3 separate regions of the Gossypium arboreum genome follow, and regions 1 and 3 are each linked to region 2. The links are chromatin contacts, called in public Hi-C maps. All regions are on one chromosome and are shown on one strand. The core of a region is the stretch at or near the end of the contact, and the rest is flanking DNA. Distances in the headings are between cores, read along the strand shown. Region 1 holds the start of LOC108488520 (expansin-A5). Region 2 has its middle 5.7 kb from the start of LOC108469021. Region 3 holds the start of LOC108469972.

Region 1 (2,893 bases), core at 334-2,833, 270 kb before region 2:
GTTTGCTAATGATCCCAACGCCAAGTTACAGCTTTTTATACAATATCATTCTCTTCGTCGGTGATATTCACCGTTAATATTTATCGTAATTCATCATGAATACGTACACTATATTATAAACTTTAAAAAAAAAAAAACTCACTTGAGTTTTTCTTCAGACATATTTTTACTATAATATCATATAGTATATAGCAAGGGGCTGTTATATTTTGGTAGCCCCAAACTGGCCTCCAGTGTAAGTCTGTCCAAAGGACCAACTGGATGGAGCAACGTCGAAAGAAACAACACTGTGTCCGTTACTGGTTGTGACGATGAAAGAGAGGCTTTGGCCATTAAGGTAAGAATTGCTTTGCCAGTTCTGGCCCCAGTTCCTTGACATTGCTTGCCATCTGGTCTTTGACCCTTTAATGGATACTGAATGTACATCCCCAGCACCTCCAACATTGGTGATCAGTACTAAATTGAAGTAGGAATGTCCATTGATTGTGAACCTGATACCCCCACTTCTCCTGCACTTTACCCTGATAAAAAATAATTATTAGTTAGTGTGTCGGTGGAAAATGAATTTTGAAAAACTATATATGTTGGTGATTTCATTGTTTGTTTACCTTCTGTACATTACAGGAACAATACCAGCTCTGTATTGGGCAATGTGTTGAAAAATAGGCTGAGAGAGATCAAAGTGGTGATTAGGAGGGTCACACCAGCCTCCTGGAGGGCAGAAATTGGTGGCAGTGACCACAATGGAGCCAGGCAGGCACCATTGTGGATCATTCACACACTTCAGCTCATAGCATGCACCACAGCTCAAGCCATTGTCAAACAATGCGGTGCTCAAGGCTGCTGTGTTAATACCATAACCTTGGCTATTTAGGTTTCCATAGCCACAAGCTCCACCTGAAGTTGTAATTGAATATAATAACATGTCAGACATGACAAATATACATCAATAAGAAAAATATATATGATATTTGGATTGTGGAAACTACCCATTGTTCCAGAAGCATCACCACCTCCATAAAAAGTGGCATGAGCATTGGTCCAGGGTCCAAGGGAGCCATGAACAAAGTTGAGGAGTGAGAGTAATGCAGCTGCAAGAAATCCCAAGTGCCCCATTGTTCTGCATACCAAAAAACATACTCCATAAACAATATAGATATTGAACTAAAAGTGTTAACACTAATGAAAAACTGTAAAGTGCTGCCTAACCTGTTTTTCGTTTCTTTCTATTATGAAGTTTTAAAGTCAAAAACAGTAACTAGAAGAAGAAGAAGAGGAGGAGGAGGAGGGGGAGGAGGAAGGAAAAAGAAGATTTGGACTAGTACTCCATCCTTGAAAGGAAGTTTTTGTGGAAAGAAAGGAGGTGTTTTGAACTAATAAATAGAATGCAGCAGGAATGCAACTTTGGTCCTAGCTTTTATAGCAGTTATGGATGTAATGTTATTGCGATTTAAATTTTCATTTTGCTGAACTTACTCCATTTAACTTTGCCTAATGTTATCATAAATATGACGAAGCAACAGCAACGGTGGTTTTGGGAGTGTTGATTTTGTGGAAAGAAATGCAGTTTTGATGGGGCTAGGGCGGTTTGCGAGGCACAAACCGCGTGGTTTTGTTGGGAGGGTAGGTCCATTCGGGGACCAACAAGCCATGGGCTCTCCTTATGTGGGGTTTAAATGAATTTGGCTCACTGTTTGGAATCTACAATATTTGATGCATGCTCTCTCAGGAAGACAAACAGAATTCGCTTCATTTAACTGCAAAAAAACTTAATTACTTTGAAGATCTCTTTGGGGCCAACAATGGTTAATATTAGACTTGGGGAAGAGGAAATTCAAATCTGGCTCAAACAGCAAGCATAAGGATTTTCTTTTACCAAATCATTTCACCATATGTACTATTCTATGTAAAATTCCAAGTTAATCTAATTTTGTCATTTTGCAAGCAATCAATTTTACCACGGCATTTAACTATAAAAGGAAAAAAACAAAAAGAAATGTCGATGTTTTTTTTTTCCTTAAATCGATTGGTGTTTTTTTATATAAAGGATATTATCGAATAAATTACATCTCAATTACGAAATCATTTCATGAACATGGAAAATATCGTTGGAAAGTACTTCCAACTCGGCTAAATTTGTATGCTTGTACTAATTCATCATAAATGTTTTGGTAATATTTCTGATGACAAAAATTTCCGATAGATCTTTTATAGATATTTTGTAGTGTTCTGTCGGTCTAGACATGATCCGTTGTTCCACCCATACAAAAATAAAAGAAGATTGAGGATCTACTTGATTGACAATACATTGAGTGATGGTTAATAAATCGTAGTCATAGAACTCAATTTGACGATGGAGATTAAGGGCATCTTTGGTTTAAGTATGAAAATAAATAAATATAAAGGGAGAGAAAAAGTGAAAAATAATCACAATAAATTCTAATATTCTCAACTCTCTTTAAGTTCGGACTTAGTGCTGTGGAAAACAAAAAGATTTTTAGTCTATAATTTTATTTTTATCAGTCTATTGAATGAATGTCTGTTATGATATTTACTATTGCCGACCCAAAACCTGAACGGGTCTGGGTCGGATTCTACATGGTTCACATATTGAGTTCTTACATTGGGCTCGTGTATCAAGCTTGTATATTGGGCTTACGTATCGAGCTCACATGATGCTAAATGTTGTTACACATGGGGTCGTGCGACGTGGGTTTGCATGTCACTACTTTGATAAACCTATATCGTATAAATACACGTTAAGTCTAGAGTAGGGTAGGTATTAACATGCATGAAACCTACCTATAATATCACGTCAATAAACAATAATCATATAATATAAATATACAATTTTACCATCTAAAGGAGATAAAAGAAAAATACTCAACAATTT
Region 2 (3,281 bases), core at 612-3,111:
TTGAACCAAGTTCTATAAATAGAGAATCATTTAGCTTCCATTTCATATCTAAAAATACTTCCAATGCTACCATCACTGGGCTAATCTCTACCAAATCAGTATCATTTGCTACTACAGAACCTAAAAATAAAGCTCTTGTGACTCCCTCATTATCTCTCAAGACACCGGAATGAGTGTGATAAATGATGAATTGATACTCTTCTCAAGCTTTCCTGATATGAAAAAATTAGACATCAATCTAAATAGATCCTCCTTTACAATCTCCCAACTTTTTCTAAAAAAACACAGATTAAGACCATTTGATCCAGGTGCTTTCGATTCATCACAACGCCAAACAGCCTCTTTAATATCATCTATCAAAAATGGTTCCTCTACTCTCAAAGCCATCTCCCCATTAAGTATTCTGAACTTCAGATCCAATTCCATTTTCCACTTTCTTGCTAGGCAATTAAAATAATTTTTGAAAAAATTGTACAGTCCCTATTTTATCTCCTTAGGTTCCTTGTACCAATGACCCCCAATTTTCAAGCTGTACACCATCTTTATTTTAGCCTTTATTTTAACTGTTCTATGGAAAAAAAGCACAATTAGCATCCCCTTCTTTTAACCATGTCATCCTTGATTTTTGACGCCAAATAAATTCTTTAAATTTAATTGCTTCCCAAAGTTCGACATTCAAATTTTTTAATTCCTTCATTTCTTGCTCGGTCAACATTCTATGTTCGCTAGCTTCATCAATCTCCTTTATCCTATCTTCGCTTTCTATAGTTCTTTTTTCCAAAACATTGCTAGCACCCACATTCCATTTCTTGAGAACTCCCTTGAGTTTTACTGCCATTTGCCCTTTTAAACTACCCATTCCCGACCATTCATTCTCAATTAGTCTCCTACAATCTTGCTTTTTAAACCATGCATTAACTAACTTGAAAGGTCTTGGTCCTCAGTCGATTGTTTCATTTACCAACAAAACTAGTATGTGATCCGATATCGTTCTGTTTAGTCCTTGCTGTTGTAAGTCTTTCAATTGAACCAACCATTCTTCCTCTAGTAAAAATCTATCAAGTCTACTACGTCTATTGTCCGGACCAATCCATGTGAACTTTTTCCCCAATAACGGCAAATCTTCCAATTTACATCTATCAATAAAGTCACCAAACTCCTTTGACCCCTTCTTTATGCCCGAACAGATGATTCGTTCACTTCTATTTCTCACCATGTTAAAATCCCCACCTACTATCCATGCATTACTAAATTTACTTCTAAACCCATATAGATCTTCCCAAAGAATTTTTTGATCTGACAGATTGTTAGGAGCATATACATTAATTAATACTGCCTTCATCCTTTCACACACCTACTTTCCTTCAATTACAAAAATTTGTTCCCACTAAACTCCATATTGGTTGTAAACATACCTTTATCCCATATTGTTATCAATCTCCTTACCTTTCTATTGCAGCTGCAAATTTAAATTCAAAATAGTCATCGCCCCAAATTTTTCTAACTAAATCCATTGACACCATTTCTAACTTAGTTTCTTGAAGGAAGCAGACATTTGCCATAGTCTTTCTCACTAATCTATTGACAGCTTCTATTTTAGCTACAGGCCCCAACCCTTTGATATTCCAGGAGACAAATCTCATATTTCCAATCGAACTAATTAAATAAAGTAAAATCCAGTAAACCAGCCACTCACCAATTATCCTGAATTCCTCCTCCCTCTGTCTTTGATAGCTCCCTATTGCTGCCCTTCAATCCTCATTATCTCTTCGATTACTATCTCCTCATCGCCTTGGACACTAAACCCCAATTTTTTCCCCACCTCCCACGTCTTCTTCGCTTCTTTAACAATGACTTTTCTTCTGTTACTGATGTCTGAGTCCGATAACGATAGGTTTGCTATGCTTTCGTCGTTCCTGGAATCCCCATTTCCCTTCAATTTTCTCATTCCCCTATCTCTCTTCAGCTTTTCTTTTGTTGTGAGCACTGTATCCTGAATCTTCTGCATAAATCTAATTCTCTCATTCAACACTTTCTTATTTCTTTTGTTTTGTCTTATTTGGAAAAGTTCCTCTTCAAGTTCAGATGCTGCAACCCGATCCCTTGGTTCCTCTATTTCTTATAAAAATGTTGAATTTTGATTTAACTTTGGGTTCCCTTCATTGATTGGAATCTGCATTTCTTTCTCATTTAAGTCCATTTCATTGCCCTCAACTATTTGTGTTTCTAGCCCTTTATTCTGATCCAATACCAATACCGAGCCCATAGTAATTAAATCTTCTTGACCCTGATCCGTCAAGGCTTCAATAGCCTCCCCTTTGAAAGCTTTTTCAATAAATAATACAAATGTAATTTCAAAAATAATTTAGATAGAAACATGATGAAGTCGTCAAAATGGGTGGAACATTTGAAAAGTTAAGCTAATTTAATTGACAAAAACATGAAGAAAATATATTATAGATAAGATTTTTAAGCAAGAAACGTGAACTAATGCTTCTTACATATTTTTTCTTTAATATTATCAGTTTGCCTCAGAGACTTAAGTCTGATATCCATATAAATATGTCTTATGTCCAAGAGAATCAGAAATGGAATAAATATGAGACTTAAATATTATATTTTTGTTGCATTCATTTCCCCTTTTTCCATTAAGTTGAAGCTTTCAATTAAGGTGCCAGTAAACTTAGGCTAGATAAAGACTAGCATTGGGAGACGTCTAATATAACTTATAGACTATATATTTGCTCTATGCTTCTTGGTGAAGGCTAGCACATTGACTGAATTATATCAATGACAATGGATAGGTTTTGAATAAAGCAGCCTGGTTCTCTTAGGTTGTATATGTTAATGCTGAAAGATTAGTTCGATAAGTATATGCAATTGTTTTAAAAAATTTTAATTTATTTAAATAATATTACATTATACTTATATTTGAATATTTGTATACGAACAAATACAAATACTCTAGAAAACTTAAAGGTTATATAACATGGTTTCTATAGAAAAACAGATCAAAGCTTTCTAAATTTTTCCTTCCTTCTTCAGCGGTTTAATCAACAAAAAGTGCTCCCCAGAGATGCTTGTTTAACAGCTAACTGTTTAAAAAAAAATTGCGATATAAATTGATTTGTTGAGCAAACCTTTGAACAACTTGTCAAGAAATAAACAGACTTCAAATCTCTAAAATTTAGATGAAAGTGATGGGGTTTATCAAATCTGACTTAAAATCATAGTTATCTATCTTTTATTTCGTATTCCAAGATTTGTAATTACCCTATTTA
Region 3 (2,892 bases), core at 279-2,778, 260 kb after region 2:
CAAATTTGCTCAATATCAAAATTGAAAAAGACCAAAGAAGTCTTTTTACCGAAAGTTATTGTAACCTTAACACCAAGTCAAATAAGATTCATTATCGTTTGTAAGTTTTCATCCTATTTACTAGGTTAAAAACATGCTATTATTCTTGTATTTCTATAAAGTTTGAGATTTAGGGCTAGTTTGGCAATGCTTTTGAAAAGTGCTTTTGAGAAGTGCTTTTGAAAAGTTTAGTTTAAAATTTGAGTATTTAGCATTGCTGTAAAAAAGTACTTTTGAGAAATAAAATATCCATTTTAGACATGTTATTATCAAGTAACAAATATATATTTAAATAATATTTAAATTAGTTAATATTATTATATTTTAGTAAGAATATAAAAAATGATTATAACTTGTTATTTATATTTTAATATATGAAATATAAATTTTAAATATTTTAAGCAATTAATATTAATTATTTAGAAAATTTAATTAGAATATATAAACTATATTTTAAATATTTAAATATAACCATTAAATATTTATAATTAGTATTTTAAAAAATATTTTTTATTTTTAATTAATAATTTTAACACATTTGTAATTAACCACCAAGAAAAAAAAGGGAAGTACTATGTTATTAGAGGTGAAAAAGTAATTAAGCACTAAAAGTGCTTTTGGGAGAGGAAAAGTTAAAAATTTTAACTTCTCATTTTCAGAAGAAATAGCTTGTTTAGCACCGCTTTTCTTCTAAAAGTGTTTTTGGAGCCAGAAGTACACTTTTTAAGCAATGTAGAACAGGCCCTTACTCCTATCGTTATAAATTCAATTTTATTTTTTTTCATTTTAAAACCTAATTCAATCATTATAATTGTTAGTAATTTCCATCAAATTTTGTCAATTTAATATATTTATTTTCTATTATTCATATACTACGTCATATGAATGCAGTTTAATTAACATATCAAGTTAAAAATTTTACAGGAAAATACTAACAAGGATAATGATTGGATTGTGATATTCTATTCAATAAAATATATTTATCAAACCAATTAGTTGAATTAATACCAAGTCATTGGATAAGTTTGAAGGTCTTGTTCTAAGTTATAAAATTAGCTTTAATGTCAAAATCGGAACATGATTCATTTAAAAAAAACAATATAACAAATATTACATTTTATACATTATATAAATTATACCATATGAAAATAAAATCTATTTTCTCAAAAAAACTATAATATTATATCAATTAAATAAAAATAGATAAAATTGTAAATCAAAAATATATATTTTATTTTAATTATACTTATTCTTTTAACATAATAACTAAAAATATTCTTAATCTCTCTCCAATCCATAAATAAAAAATAATAAGTTTGAATACTATTGCATAATTAAAAAGATTTGAACAACTATAGTGGTAGGAATACTGGTATCTCAATTATTATAGTACCACTTTTTTGGGTAGGTTTTTCTTTCACGTAAAAAACACGTGATGACGAGGATAATTATCCCAAAAATGGTGACGTGGCGGATGAAACTCAGCTAAGACCTTAGGATGGTACTAAGTCAAAACTAAGAAGTCCCATCCACTGTCCCACTCCATTCCACTGCTCCGCTCGCCGATTGTCAACTTCCACCACTAGATCACAAGAATAATAATGGGTTTTCCATCAATTTTAAGTCGGATTGCCATCTCCAGGAACCTGCTTTCCTCTAAACCCACCAATACTACCATCTTATTGTCCTCTCGTTGGTTTTCGAATCTCGTTGCTAACAACATCGACAAGGCGGAGAGGAGCCTACCATCATCTTCGGCTGCTTATCATGTCAGCTCTGGTGGATATATGCGAGGGACCGTCTTCTGGGAACCTGACACCCCCCTCACTATTGAAGAATTTCATATGCCTCGTCCAAAAGCTGGAGAAGTTCTTATTAAAACCAAGGGTATTTTTCTTTTTTTCTTTTCTTTTTCTTGTGAAAGGAAACACCAAGATTTGAAATGGGTCAACTCCATTGGGTTCTTTTGTTACAGCCTGTGGAGTATGCCACTCTGATCTTCATGTTATAAAAGGCGAAATACCATTTTCTAGTCCTTGTGTTATCGGGCACGAGGTAACGGGGGAAATCGTTGAACATGGGCCACTTACCGATCGCAAAATCATCGAAAGGTTTTAATTACATTCTTTACTTCTACTGTGTATAGAATGAGATCACTTCTTTTTCTTGCATTCATTCATGTTCTTTGCACATTCTCATTAAGTTATGCCTGTCACAATTGTTTTTGGTGGAGATAGAGATTGGCGGCCGCATGGACTTTATAATTTTCATTTTGGTTGTTCTCAGATTTCCAATTGGATCTCAAGTGGTGGGAGCGTTTATCATGCCTTGTGGTAACTGTTTCTTCTGTTCTAAGGTACCCTGCTTTGAGATGCTATGCTTGCATTTCAATTCAATTATCACGACAACTACAATCTTTTTATCATTTCCTTTTTGGGAGATAGGGCCATGATGATTTATGTGAAGACTTCTTTGCCTATAATCGAGCGAAGGGGACCCTTTATGATGGGGAAACACGGCTTTTCCTCCGCAACAGTGGTACTTTTATTATTAATTTTCCTATATTATGATGACCCTGCTACATTTTCTCTCAATGAAAGCATGGTTATCCGGAATTTTGTCTATGTGCTTCTTGATTCTTGAATGCCTTTTAACTGCAGCGTGTCAACCATCTTACGCATCAGTTTGCTCTTTTGCTGTAACTTTATCTGCATACTATTGACATCATTGTTGAATAACTGAAGTTATGCTATTTGTGTAGGAAAACCGGTATACATGTATAGCATGGGAGGCCTTGCTGAATACTGTGTCATTCCAGCACATGGTTTAGCTATTTTGCCAAAATCATTGCCA

Evidence for each region. Hi-C and Micro-C count contacts between places; a contact is called where the count stands out from the background.
Region 1: a contact with region 2 is called in a Hi-C map of leaf, with 5 times the contacts expected there. The contact joins the promoter of LOC108488520 here to the enhancer-like site in region 2. A contact is called at or near these places in 2 of 5 Hi-C or Micro-C datasets (both in leaf).
Region 3: a Hi-C map of leaf shows a contact between it and region 2, with 2.6 times the contacts expected there. The contact joins the promoter of LOC108469972 here to the enhancer-like site in region 2. A contact is called at or near these places in 2 of 5 Hi-C or Micro-C datasets (both in leaf).

What each region holds. Positions count from the first base shown.
Region 1 is chr10:27,615,931-27,618,823 of ASM2569848v2, reverse strand. It overlaps LOC108488520 (expansin-A5), which reads right to left and starts at 1,583. Exons shown (of 4, transcript XM_053020672.1): 1 at 1,477-1,583; 2 at 990-1,120; 3 at 609-897; 4 at 1-521. The coding sequence starts at 1,481. The coding sequence ends at 203.
Region 2 is chr10:27,349,516-27,352,796 of ASM2569848v2, reverse strand. No RefSeq gene overlaps it. Among protein-coding and RNA genes, the nearest start is that of LOC108469021, 5.7 kb to the right of the region's middle. Within about 2 kb of position 1,861, at least 2 of the 2 cell types and tissues checked have an H3K27ac peak or open chromatin away from gene starts, as enhancers often do. A contact at or near this core is called in leaf, where this site is marked.
Region 3 is chr10:27,085,298-27,088,189 of ASM2569848v2, reverse strand. LOC108469972 reads left to right here and starts at 1,528. Exons shown (of 8, transcript XM_017771113.2): 1 at 1,528-1,926; 2 at 2,015-2,150; 3 at 2,326-2,395; 4 at 2,484-2,577; 5 at 2,801-2,892. The coding sequence starts at 1,641.